3 separate regions of the Zea mays genome follow, and regions 1 and 3 are each linked to region 2. Evidence: chromatin contacts called from public Hi-C data. All regions are on one chromosome and are shown on one strand. Each heading gives the region's core, a stretch centred on a gene start, on an enhancer-like site or on the middle of the called end of the contact. The rest is flanking DNA. Distances are from core to core; before and after follow the strand shown. Region 1 holds the start of LOC103648427 (DNA replication ATP-dependent helicase/nuclease JHS1). Region 2 holds the start of LOC100276205. Region 3 holds the start of LOC109943965.

What was found. Hi-C and Micro-C count contacts between places; a contact is called where the count stands out from the background.
Region 1: a Hi-C map of endosperm shows a contact between it and region 2, with 3 times the contacts expected there. The contact joins the promoter of LOC103648427 here to the promoter of LOC100276205 in region 2. A contact is called at or near these places in 2 of 25 Hi-C or Micro-C datasets (ear and endosperm).
Region 3: a Hi-C map of bundle sheath shows a contact between it and region 2, with 2.8 times the contacts expected there. The contact joins the promoter of LOC109943965 here to the promoter of LOC100276205 in region 2. A contact is called at or near these places in 3 of 25 Hi-C or Micro-C datasets (bundle sheath, endosperm and tassel).

Annotation. Positions count from the first base shown.
Region 1 is chr2:14,552,187-14,556,150 of Zm-B73-REFERENCE-NAM-5.0, forward strand. It overlaps LOC103648427 (DNA replication ATP-dependent helicase/nuclease JHS1), which reads right to left and starts at 2,263. Exons shown (of 34, transcript XM_020548161.1): 1 at 1,764-2,263; 2 at 1,552-1,683; 3 at 1,189-1,368; 4 at 1,030-1,095; 5 at 748-948; 6 at 597-650; 7 at 452-513. The coding sequence starts at 2,024.
Region 2 is chr2:15,036,036-15,039,826 of Zm-B73-REFERENCE-NAM-5.0, forward strand. It overlaps LOC100276205, which reads left to right and starts at 1,476. Exons shown (of 2, transcript NM_001371537.1): 1 at 1,476-1,893; 2 at 2,790-3,461. The coding sequence starts at 1,619. The coding sequence ends at 2,970.
Region 3 is chr2:14,675,202-14,678,773 of Zm-B73-REFERENCE-NAM-5.0, forward strand. It overlaps LOC109943965, which reads left to right and starts at 1,402. Exons shown (of 2, transcript XM_020548170.3): 1 at 1,402-3,372. The coding sequence starts at 1,773. The coding sequence ends at 2,636.

The sequences.
Region 1 (3,964 bases), core at 1,013-3,512, 480 kb before region 2:
ATTTAAGCGAGTTTTAACTCGCGGTCTGTCACGGCTGGAGAAGGACGTTGCGTGACAAAGGAGAAGGACATCCCTGTTTTAGGTTAGGAGAAATGGGCTAGGCTGGAAATCTGAAAAGCGACAAAATGTGGGCTTTTTACGGCCCAGAGCGTTTTAACGCTAAAAAGTGGCGCTTTAGCGCTTAAAACGAGTGTTTTACGTCGATTCGTAAAACGTTACAGCGCTTTACCACCTCAGTAGCGCTTCAAAGGCGCGCCTTTTTAATAACACTGCCGATGCAGATAACACATCTTAAGAACCATGGAACCTATATTCAACATGCCCTTACAGTGTCCAATTGAAGTAAACACCAAAGGCTTAAGTCAGGAATTAAAAAAAAGGCAAAGTTGTCTTTCAAACAATTGGAGGTGTTTGTTCGGGGGGGCGGGGGGGACGGTAATTCTGTACTGACCACTCATCACACAGATGCACGGCACATTCTGTACCAGAGTGTTCATTCAGCAGACGCAGAACCTGGCAGAATAATCAATTGCTTGTCAATATAAGAATGGCTATCACACATTTATCTCACGCGTAAATGTAAAGAAGGCAGACACCTTAACAGGGTAGCGATCACATGATGAATCATCAGCTTTATGTTTTTCGGACACCTGAAAGGTAAAGTAACACACGAAAATTCTTATTTTTCACTATAGGAGAACTGTTTCACGTGAACTTAAACCAACAAGAGGAAGTTATAAGGTAAACCTCCAAGACAAGAAAACTATTGAAGGGTGGGACATGAATAGTTTTCTTGGATGGGATAGTTAAGTCAGTATCAGCAACAGGAGAACGGCTATTGTTGGTGATATCCTCATTCGTGGTTTGCCCTCCTTTATTTCCAGGATCAGCAGGCAATTCTTCTTCCATGATTGCATCCTCTACTTGGTCTAGAAGATCAAGTAATGCCTGCGATGAGAACAATTTGACTCTAAGCTGATTTTTTTCTGGAACTAGTACTCTAGTTCTTTGGAGATCGCATTTAGTCACCTTTTTGTGCTGCCCTGCTCCCGATGGTTCGGCACCTCCCTCAGAAGTTACACCACTGCTCACTTGCTGCTCAAGGAACAAGAAGGTTACCTATCAAAATGACTGGCACTCACATTTAGCTGACAACATGCACTATAACAAAGCGCATAACCAATGTACCTCGTTGCAGCCATAGGAAAGCGATGGTGGGGTCCGAAATGGACTCTGAGTATCCCCCACACCATCACAACCAACTATAGCAGATCCAAGAACTCCTGAATTACTTCCCAAAGTAGTACACCTTGACAAGCCCAATGGAGATGAATGCCACTTCTTCATAGCATCAAGGGAGGAATTTTTCTACCATGTCAATGACACATAAGAAACACAAATCAGAAACCATAAATGGATAATTTGATTTACCGCATCAACTGGCCGTACAATAACTCCAGCACATGCAATACGGAAATACAGGCTTCCTAATTGCACATAGCGCAAGCCCGTACTGGCCCATACTTGCGCAAAAGAAACGCATTAGTATACCTCGCTTGAGTACGGATGGGGCGCCATCCCCAGAAATTGCTTCGACTTCGTCGTACCAAGGCGATGGTTCACCGGCGAGATCTTCCAAGTCACCACCTCCGCGACCCCATCGTCCTGGCTCTGCTTAATCAACTGAACCGCAAGAACCCATAAGGTGAAAAAATATTCCACCCAAACTACAGCCAAAGCAGACGGCGGCTGCTAACGCTCACCATTCCGGGAGAAAATCTGACACGCTTCGGCGCCAGCGTCTTGGTAACCTCCGGCGAGACCTCCGAGGGCTCCTTCTCGGGCGGCGGCGGAGGAGGAGGGGGAGGCGCAGGGGGGTCGGGCTTCTGGCGCTTGGCGTTCTGGGAGGCCTGGGTCTGGCGCTCGAAGAAGTGGAGGATACCGAACTTGGCGGGCTGCGATGGCTGCGATGGCTGCGGCTTCTTTGAAGAGGCGGCGGCGGCGGCGCGCTTCTTCGGAGGCATTGGGGGTTAATGGGTAAGGGATGGGCCTATGGATTTGGGGCGGGTTCTCGGCGAGTACGGCGGCGGCGACGAAATGGGGGGTCGGAGGTCGGACTGGGGAGGGAATGGGAGAAGATAGGAATGGAGACGAATCGGCTGTGCACTGGGAACTGGGAAGCGGGCGGAGGTGGGGAGGAAATTGGAATTCCCGCGCGGAGCAATTTTGGCGGTGCGGAATGGCCTGGCTATCGGCTTTCGGAAAGGCAGAGGCTCCGAGAAGCTCGTATGATATCAAGTCGGCCCACCAAATATTGTTTCGGTGCATGGAAGCGGGTAGCCTACTTTGGGCCCATTTTACACTTCACGGCTCTTTGCTCCAATCGGTTCGAAGGCCCACGGCGCATCTTTGTCTTCCGTCTGGGCCCGGAGTAACGTTGCCGGCGATTCTTGCAGTGACGCTTGTGCATCGGCAATCAAACACAGTATTGGAGATTCTTGCAGCCACGGAGTCAGTTGGTCATTAAAGAGTTGGTTAGCTGGTCCATCTCGTAAAGTTAGTCAGCAGAGAGTTGATCAGTCGGTCCGTCTTACAGAGCTGGTCAGCGGAGTTGAGCACCAATTGGAGCATCGCTGGAGATGCCCTCGGCCCTCGGACGAGTTGGAAATGTGCTGCTTGTCCGGGGTTGGCATCGGGCGAGCCGTGACTGTGTCTCCGCACGAGATTGGCCTCGACGAATCGTAACTGCGTCTGTCGCCCGGGGGTTGGCCTTGGGTGAGTCATGATTGCGTCTCCCGCTCGGGGTTGGCCTCGTTCGAGTCGTGATTGCGTCTCCCGTCCGAAGTTGGTCTCGAGCGAGTCGTGAGTGCGTCTCGCCCAACGATGGCTTTGGACAAGTCTTGACTGCGTCTCCCACCCGGGGTAGCCTCTGGCGAGTCGTGACTGCGTCTCCAGTCCGAGGTTGGCCTCGATCGAGTCGTGACTTAGGTCTCTCATGCCTTGGTAAGGTTGGGAGTATGTTTGCTTATTACCCTTTCTTACTCAAGTGTCTAGACACTTTATGGTTGTGATCTGGGTACCCCTAATTACTATAGAGACCTCGGTGCCCATTCAGCATGTTGTGCGAATGTCCGGACGTGGCTTGATGGTGGTGCGTCCCGTCGTAACCGACGTGGATCAATAGCGCTGGCATTAGATCTTTTTGCCTCGCCGGGTTGCTCGACAGTGTTGGTCATCGGAGAGTTAGTCATTAGAAAGTTGGTCAGCTATTCCGCTTCACAGAGTTGGTCGGCGTAGTTGGTCGGTGGAGAGTTGGTCAGTCGGTCCGTCTTATATAGTTGGTCGGCGGAGTTAGGCACTTTCTATAGCATCGCTCGAGATGCCCTTGGGCGAGTCAGAAATGCACTGCTTATTCGAGATTGGCCTCGGGCGAGCCATGACTGAAAGAGAAATGTGCCCTTGGGCCATTTATATTTTGTTTTGGTGATTAAATGCTCAACACATTGTTTTGGACCATCGTCTTCTTGTATGAGCATAAGCACGGGTATATGAAAGGCAAATTGAGAAAAAAAAAGTGCATCTTGGTGTACATTACAAATCTTATTGCATTGAAGGAACAAGGTATGATTCTAGCACTTAATAAATTGTTTTAGATGCTAACTATATTTATCTAAGTGCTAGGAAATTTCTCAAGTTGAATCGATTTGGAGAAATTGTGTTTGGCTAAGTTTAGCCAAACTTGTGCCAGTATAGGGTGCACCAGACTGTCCCGTGTGCACCGGACAATATCCAGTGTCCATGCTGTCAGACGACGAACAAGCCGCTCTCAGGAATCAGCTAGGGTGTCGCGACTATAAATCATCGGACTGTCCGGTGTGCACCGTATTGTTTGGTGTGGCAGCCGAGTGTCTGGCCAGTGGTCGACTGCGTAATCTACACAGGACACGTCAGCCTGGCCAACGAT
Region 2 (3,791 bases), core at 226-2,725:
AGCTGGTTGCTTTGTTTGCGGGAGTACTAATCACTGGGCAAGCGCTTGTCCAGACCGCAAAATCAAGCAAGAGAAAAAATCAGTTCAAGAGAAGAAAACATCAAATATGGTTGTTAGCGAGACCTCAAAAGGAACATCGAGGTATGATAATCTTTTACGTACTGTTCTTTCGGTGTGTTAGTCCCCTGAGTGGTGGGCTGACACTGGTTCTAACATTCATGTGTGTGCTGATATTTCTTTGTCTTCTTCTTGTCAGTGCAATGGAGCTAGAGCCTTGCTGATGGGGAACGAATCAAATGTGCGTGTTCTTGGTGTTGGTACAATCATTCTGAAGTTTACTTCGGAAAAGACGGTGCTATTGAAGAGCGTGCAACATGTCCTCTTCATAAAAAGAATCTTGTTAGTGGCTCGTTGCTATGTCGAAATGACAATAAACTTGTGTTTGAGTCGAAAAACCGACTCATAACCTAATTTTTGCCTTCTACAAACTTAACCCGGCGTTTAAACAGGAATAGACTGATTAGACCATGTTAAACGACTCATATCCTAACTTTGATCTAATCCGAACTTGACCCATTGTTTGAACAACTATAGATCGATCCGCACCTCTGCGTCGCAGATGGAGGTGGTAGCTAGGACAACAACTAATATGCAATCAGACCTTATATGCAAGTGTGCAAGTGAACATGTTGGTTTGTTAGATCATGATTCAAAATTTCAACCGTAGATATAATCATGGTTTGTTAGGGGATTTTTTATAAATCTACATAAATCGGTGGTGGAAAGGTTTAAATGTTAAATATGATATATGGTTGGATCATGAACTAAGGTAGTGTTTGGTTGAGGAGCCAAATAGAACGGAGCCGTTCTATCCCTGATTCTAGGAACGGAGCCGCTCTGTTCTGTGTTTGGTAATCTGGAACGGAGCGGTTCTGTTTTTTGTCTCGCTTGCATGACTTATATAAGATCTGATTGTATAAGAACCGAAGAACCCAGTGCAACGCGTAAACCCGCAAAGTGTATAAAAGCCATATAATCACACTGTCAAGTCGGCCCGAACCCAGTTGTCCCCACTGAACAGTTACAGAAGTTCCACACGAGCGTCGAACCTCGATACGGGACCGGGCCTAAAACAAAACCCAGGCGCCCGAGCGACCGGGCCCAATCCCCAGGCGAAAAAGAACGTCCGAGAAAAACAGAAGGGATAAAAAAAAGGCCCGGAAGGCGGAGGAGGCTTGCTGCCTTCCTCTGCTCGTCCCTCGTCGTGATCGTGGTCGTGGAGCAAAGCAACCCTGGGAGCCGAGCCGTGCCGAGGTGGTCCCGCGAGGCAACGAATCCCACTAACCAACACTGCCAGGTGGGCCACGCACTGGGGCCGCCTGGACCCACCACCCACCCCCTCTCGACGCTCACTTCATAAAACCACTCCACCTCCTGTCTCCCCTTTAAACACACCGATACAGCACACCGTCCATCTCTCCCCTCCCCCTCGCACCGCCGCGCGGACACGAACACGCGAGCCACCGAACGGGTCCGGGCCCGATCGCACCGACCAGCCGCGCCCGCGGGGCGGGGAGGTGGATCCAGTCCAGGGGTGGGCTCCTCTTCACCGCCGCCGATGGACTTGGGCCTCAGCGTCGCGGGTAGGACCGGCAGCGGAGGAGGAAGAGGGGGCTGGAGAGGGAGCGGGGGCGGCGCGTCCGCGGCGGCGTGGACCCGGCTCGTCAGCTCTGGCGTGGAGGACGAGCTGGTGGCCGCGTCGGGAGGAGGAGGAGGAGGAGGTGGTGGACGCGCTGGGGCGAGAGCCGGAGGCCTGCCGCTGGGCCACTTTTTGGAGGCCTGCTTCCTCTGCCGGAAGCCCCTCCCCAGCAACCGCGACATATTTATGTACAGGTTCGCCACTCTGCCGCCGCCATGGCTACGGCTACCGCTAGCGCTAGCGCTACCGCTACCTGGCCCTGTGCCGCTCGTCTTGCTTTACGCTCTCTGTTGGGAGGGATGGTTTTGGGAATTTCTGCGGCGGGTCCCGTGGTATGGACGTTTCCGACGTCTTTGGAAGGTGTATTTTCCCTTGGAAGAGCAGGGAATTTGACTGCCGAATCGTCTGCCGGAAAAAGTGGGAGGCGGACGTATTATTTCTCATAACTTTCCTTTTCTTCCGCGGTTTAGTTCGAACGTCCAGGCCAGATTAAAAAGAAAAGTATACTAGTGGCACGAAAAAATTGGTGAGAGCTGAGAGCTCCTTTTCCTCTTTCCGATGTGGTGTTGGTGGGATGGTTTTGTCGCCCTTGATGTGTTTGTTCAGGTTGCTTTTGCGCGTGAATCAATTAAATTCCTGGGACCCTAAATTGGTGCGCTTATTTATGGCCATGCCGTGAGCTCCTGCCAATTTACCACGGAATACCCTCTCTCGTTTGTTCTTTTATATATGGAAGTTGGTAATCGGAAAAAAGCTTCGCTGCTAAGCACGGGAGCTTTATTGGTTTGGTACCTGTGAGGCGGTAAGGCAGTAGTATAGTATTCCTGAATGACGCGTTGTGGCTATCGCCAGTTCCATGAATATGTGGGCATGTTGAAGCTACTCTGCCATGGGTCTCGTATACCCCTTTTTAATTTCATCTATAACACTGATTCAATGGTTTTGTTGCACGAGTACAAGTGGTGCACATTTTTCTCTTTTCAAAAAAAGGTGGTGCAGGCATCCAAAGATATCTATTCATGACATCCCAATTCCCAAGCCTGTTAATCTGGATTAATCTTATATGGGTGCCCCTGTGTCTCTTGTGCAGAGGTGACATCCCGTTCTGCACCGAGGATTGCAGGAGGGAGCAGATCGAAATGGACGAGGAGATGGAGCGGAAGGAGAGCAAACCCAAGAACGTGGCGCCGAGAGGAGCTCCATCCCCCAAGGACGTGGACTCCCCGCCGAGGCCTCCCAAGGCCCGGGCCGGGTCAATCCTTGCCGGCTAACACCGTGAAGAAGAAAAAAAAAAGCTCACAAACGAGCTCTCACGTATGCGCGCTCCCCCTCCCCAAAACCAAGAGATCAGACCCCCTCTTACCACCACGAACTACCACCGCTACAGTTACGTATATGGGTTTGTGCTTTTTGTTTAAACCCCTTGCGCCATTGGTGGCGCCGTGACCTGCTCAGTGTCAGTGCCTGCCTACCTGTATGGCTGTGATGATGTATAGAGATGGGGGAGGGGAGGGGAGGGGAGGAGAGCGCGCTGGTGTTTAGGACCGCATGCAGCTCTTATTGCGCTGCTGTGTCGTTCGTTGTATCATGTGTGGGTGTTTCTGCCTCCGTTTACAGGGGATTTTTGTGAAATTTCTGTGTGCTACGTAGTAGTAGTAGTAGTCGGTAATGATGGTTTTAGGCTTATGGTTTCCCGTAATGATGACGACGGAAAATGGAAAACATATGTCTACAGAAAGAAATAGACATCAAGTACATGACTAGCTCCTGTGCCATCGTGGATGATCCTGATTTCCTTTTTTTTAAAGTACCTTCTGATTGGCAACAAGTGTGTACTGTTCTTGGTCGATACATCCAATGTTTTGTTTTTTATTAGTGGCGCTGTGCAAGTGCTAAGCGTGCGTGGCATGTACCATCTATTGTTGTTTTGTTTGTTCAATACGACGAGAGACCACTTAGCTTAACACTTCGCACTTGTTCTTCGTTTGGCTGCTGCTTCACCCCAAGAACGCCAGCCCCGAAAATTGCTGTCAAAGCTGGTCGAGATGTAATAAGCGAGCAAAAACACATCAAGAACGCTTAACAGCGATGT
Region 3 (3,572 bases), core at 152-2,651, 360 kb before region 2:
GCCGAGTGCCGTTGCCAAGGCACTCGGCAAAGGGACTGGCAAAGGGGCCCACTGGAGGGTTCTTTGCCGAGTGCCAGTCCACCAGACACTCGGCAAAGAAACCTCCTTTGCCGAGTGCCTACTAGGGCTCTCGGCACAGAGACTGGCTGTGGGGTCCACTAGACCAGTCTTTGCCGAGTGTCGCCGTTGGCACTCGGTAAAGGATCCGTCACCGTCACTTGGCGCCGTGACGGTGACTTTTCTTTGCCGAGTGCCAAATGGCACTCGGCAAAGTCTTTGCCGAGTGCCCGACAAAAAGTACTCGGCAAAGAAGCTGTTGCCGATGTACAGTTCGCCGAGCGTTCTTTGCCGAGTGTTACACTCGGCAAAGGCTTTGCCGAGTGTAAAATAGCCTTTGCCGTGTGTTTAGAACACACGGCAAAGAAGCTGATTCCGGTAGTGTTGGTGGGAAGAAACCAGGTGAGATGTACGTGATTGCTGAGTGCTGACTCCGTCGGAGAAGAAACTCCGGCTAGTAGTGGGAAGCTTTCGATGGCCCGTGCTGTGTCGAGTGTGTGACCGAGCGGGCCCGTCACACCGTGTTTGTGTGGCGCTGCTGCTGCCGGGAATGCGGCAGATAAGGATTATTCTGCATTCTGTAACCCGAGGGCACGAGAAAGCTGCCCGGCGCAGCGTCGATCACGCTTCGTTTTCGCCGGGTCAATTGCAGGTGCAGGTGCAGGAAGGTTCGGCTCGGAAGTGGACCTGCGTCGTGGTCGTCGAGTTCTCCCGCCCGCGAGCTGGCTCGTCGACGGCCGGCGAGAGCTCGAGAACGCTGGAGACGATCGCTTCGCCTGGCCCGTCGCTTTGGGCGTCACGGACGACACGGACTCACGGAGTGCAGTGCAGTGGTACTGCTAAGCTCGCCCGTGGCCTGGTCAGCCGTACAGGATACGGCGCCGACGCGCCGTGCACAGCTCCCGTTGGATGCACAGGTTGCACGCTGTACGAGCCACTGCGTACAGTACATGGATCAGTAGTACTCCCTCCGGTTTCCTATTAGTTGTTGTTTAGGACAACGACACGGTCTCCAAAATATAACTTTGACCAATATTTTTTGTTAAAATACAAATGAACTCTTAATACATTTATACTTTTATAAAAGTACTTTTTATGATAAATTGGCGCATATAAATATTAGGTTCCAAAACTAAATAACAAAATAGTTATTTGTAGTAAAAAATTTATAAGTTTGACTCGAACCTTATCCAAAACGACAACTAATAGGAAACCGGAGGGAGTACTAAGCAATAAGCATACATGGATTTACAGGGTGCTTAGCATACGGATAGATCCGGACTTGCATTAGCCAAGCGTGCAGTGCAGCGCATCCATCCCACGCGGGCGGAGCACGCGTGCACGCGCTGCCGCCATCGGGACACGAAAACCTAGTGCTGCTGCCCGTACTGGTTTGCATGCGGGGTCTGAGCACGGTTACTGAAACGAAACCAGCTCGTTTACCGCAAACCATCTCTTCCTTTCTTGCACGCACGCACGCACGCCTTCTCACGTGATCCAGCCATATTTTAAACACCGTCCTCGAGCGAGGAATCGAAATTTCCAATCGCGCTGCAGTGCACAGAGGAGAGAGAGCCGGTCGCAGAGAAGATACTCCTACCCTACCCTTCCACCACTGGAGGAGGAGCTGACTACGCAGACACCAGACAGCCTCGAGTAACGAAAAGGGACAGAGCTCGTTTAATGGTCACGGCAGCGGCAAGGGGAGATCGACGATGAGGTGCGCCAGGCACCCGTACGAGGGCGGCGTCGGCGTCTGCGCGCCGTGCCTCCGCGACCGCCTGCTCGCGCTCGCCGCCGCGCAGAACGCGGCGTCCTCGCTGCCCCCGCCCCCGCCCCCGCCGGAGGAGCAGGAGCCCGAGCCGGTGTTCCCGAGGTCGGTGTCGCCGTACGTGTGCCGCCGCAAGTCCGACGCGTCGGCGCCGCGGGGGCGCCCACCGGGCAGCCTGCTCTTCTTCCGGACGCCGCAGGTCGGCCCCGCGTACGGCGCCGGATCAGGAGCCGGGTTCGAGGACGGAGACATCGGGTTCCGGAGGCGGCGCGGCAGGTTCTCCGTGCTCGCCGCGCTCTTCGGCCAGAGGTCGGAGGACGACAAACGCCGCGACAAGGAGGGGGCGAAGTACAGGTCCTCGTGGTGGCTCGCGGGGATCGTGCCGCGCTCCCGCCGTAGTGGGAGGAAGGACAGAGAGGCCGGTTTGCCGCCGCCATCCCCGCCGCGGCGCTCGTGCCGCGGGATCAGCGGCCGGGGGCTCTCGCCTGTGAGGTACACCGACGGAGACGGCGAGGAGTGCACTTCCCCAGCGGAGTCGCTGTGGCTGCCTTCGCCGTCGCCGATGCGGAAAACCCCGTGCCGCCGCCGCTCGGGACTGGGAGCGCCCGGGGCCGGTGTCTCGGGGTTCTCGATGTGCATCAGCCCGCTCGTGCGGCCCAGCATGGCGAGGCACCTCCGTGGCGGCCACCCGCCGGACGCGATCGTCTCCGGCGATCTCCGCCCGTCGCCACTCCACCCGCTCACGTCCAGCGCCTCGCTCCACCATTGCCGCTCCTGGAAGCTCGCCGATGGTGGCCGCTTCCGGTGAATTCATCGTCTCCCTGTCACTGTGACTGACCCCTGTAAACATAAACTTCTCTCTCACCGTTCTCCCACTTGTTCAGTCCATTTTCACCCCCAAAATCTTACACGACCATTACATTTCGGGGGTTTTATCCTTCTTTTCTTTCTCTCCCTTTTCATTTTACCTTGACATGAAAGCTATGGGAAAAAGCATTTAGGCCTCGCAAACTGTTCCACTGACACGTGGGCGCCGACATTTCTAACGGTGCCGTTTGTCAGCGGAACATGTTGCAACGCTGTAGAAAGGAAGAAGCTCCCCGTACCCAGTGTTTTCGTGCTCGAATTCTTGTTGCGTTCTGAGATTCTCCGATCAAGTAGCAACAATGCCCGTCTTTATCCAGTCCCACCGGCGGCAAGGGCTTGTGGTCCGAGGTGGAGTCGACGAGCGTTGTACGGCTTCGGATCGCGCGCGTACTCTGGTTTGCGCGTGAGCGGGCTTTCTTTGCGCGCCAAATTCACCGCGATCGACGGTGCCCAAACCGTCGTCGTGAAATTCAGCGCCGTCGCCTCGCCGCCGCTGCTGCTTGAGATGCCAAGCCAGACGATCCGGCCGGATGTGGCATCGCTGGTGCCGGCGGACATCTACATCCCGTCGAGCCACTCCCTATCGCCGACATCGCGGAGGAGCTCGGGCTCCGGCCAGAGCACTGTCACCACTACTGCAAATACAAGGCCAAGATATGTTTCTCCATTTTTCTTGAGTAAGCTCTCGCCTCTCTGCAGAACTCCTTAATTGCTGCATGATCTGAAAACGTCAGATCTTGACCGAAAAAAAGAGAGAGAAAGCAGTCATCAGACGTCAGGTGTTTGGATTTTGATCGGTATGAAAATAGACAACTGTGATCGTGAGGTGTTAGATTTCAGTTGAGCATGTTTCGTTCACTTTTCTTGGTGATCTACT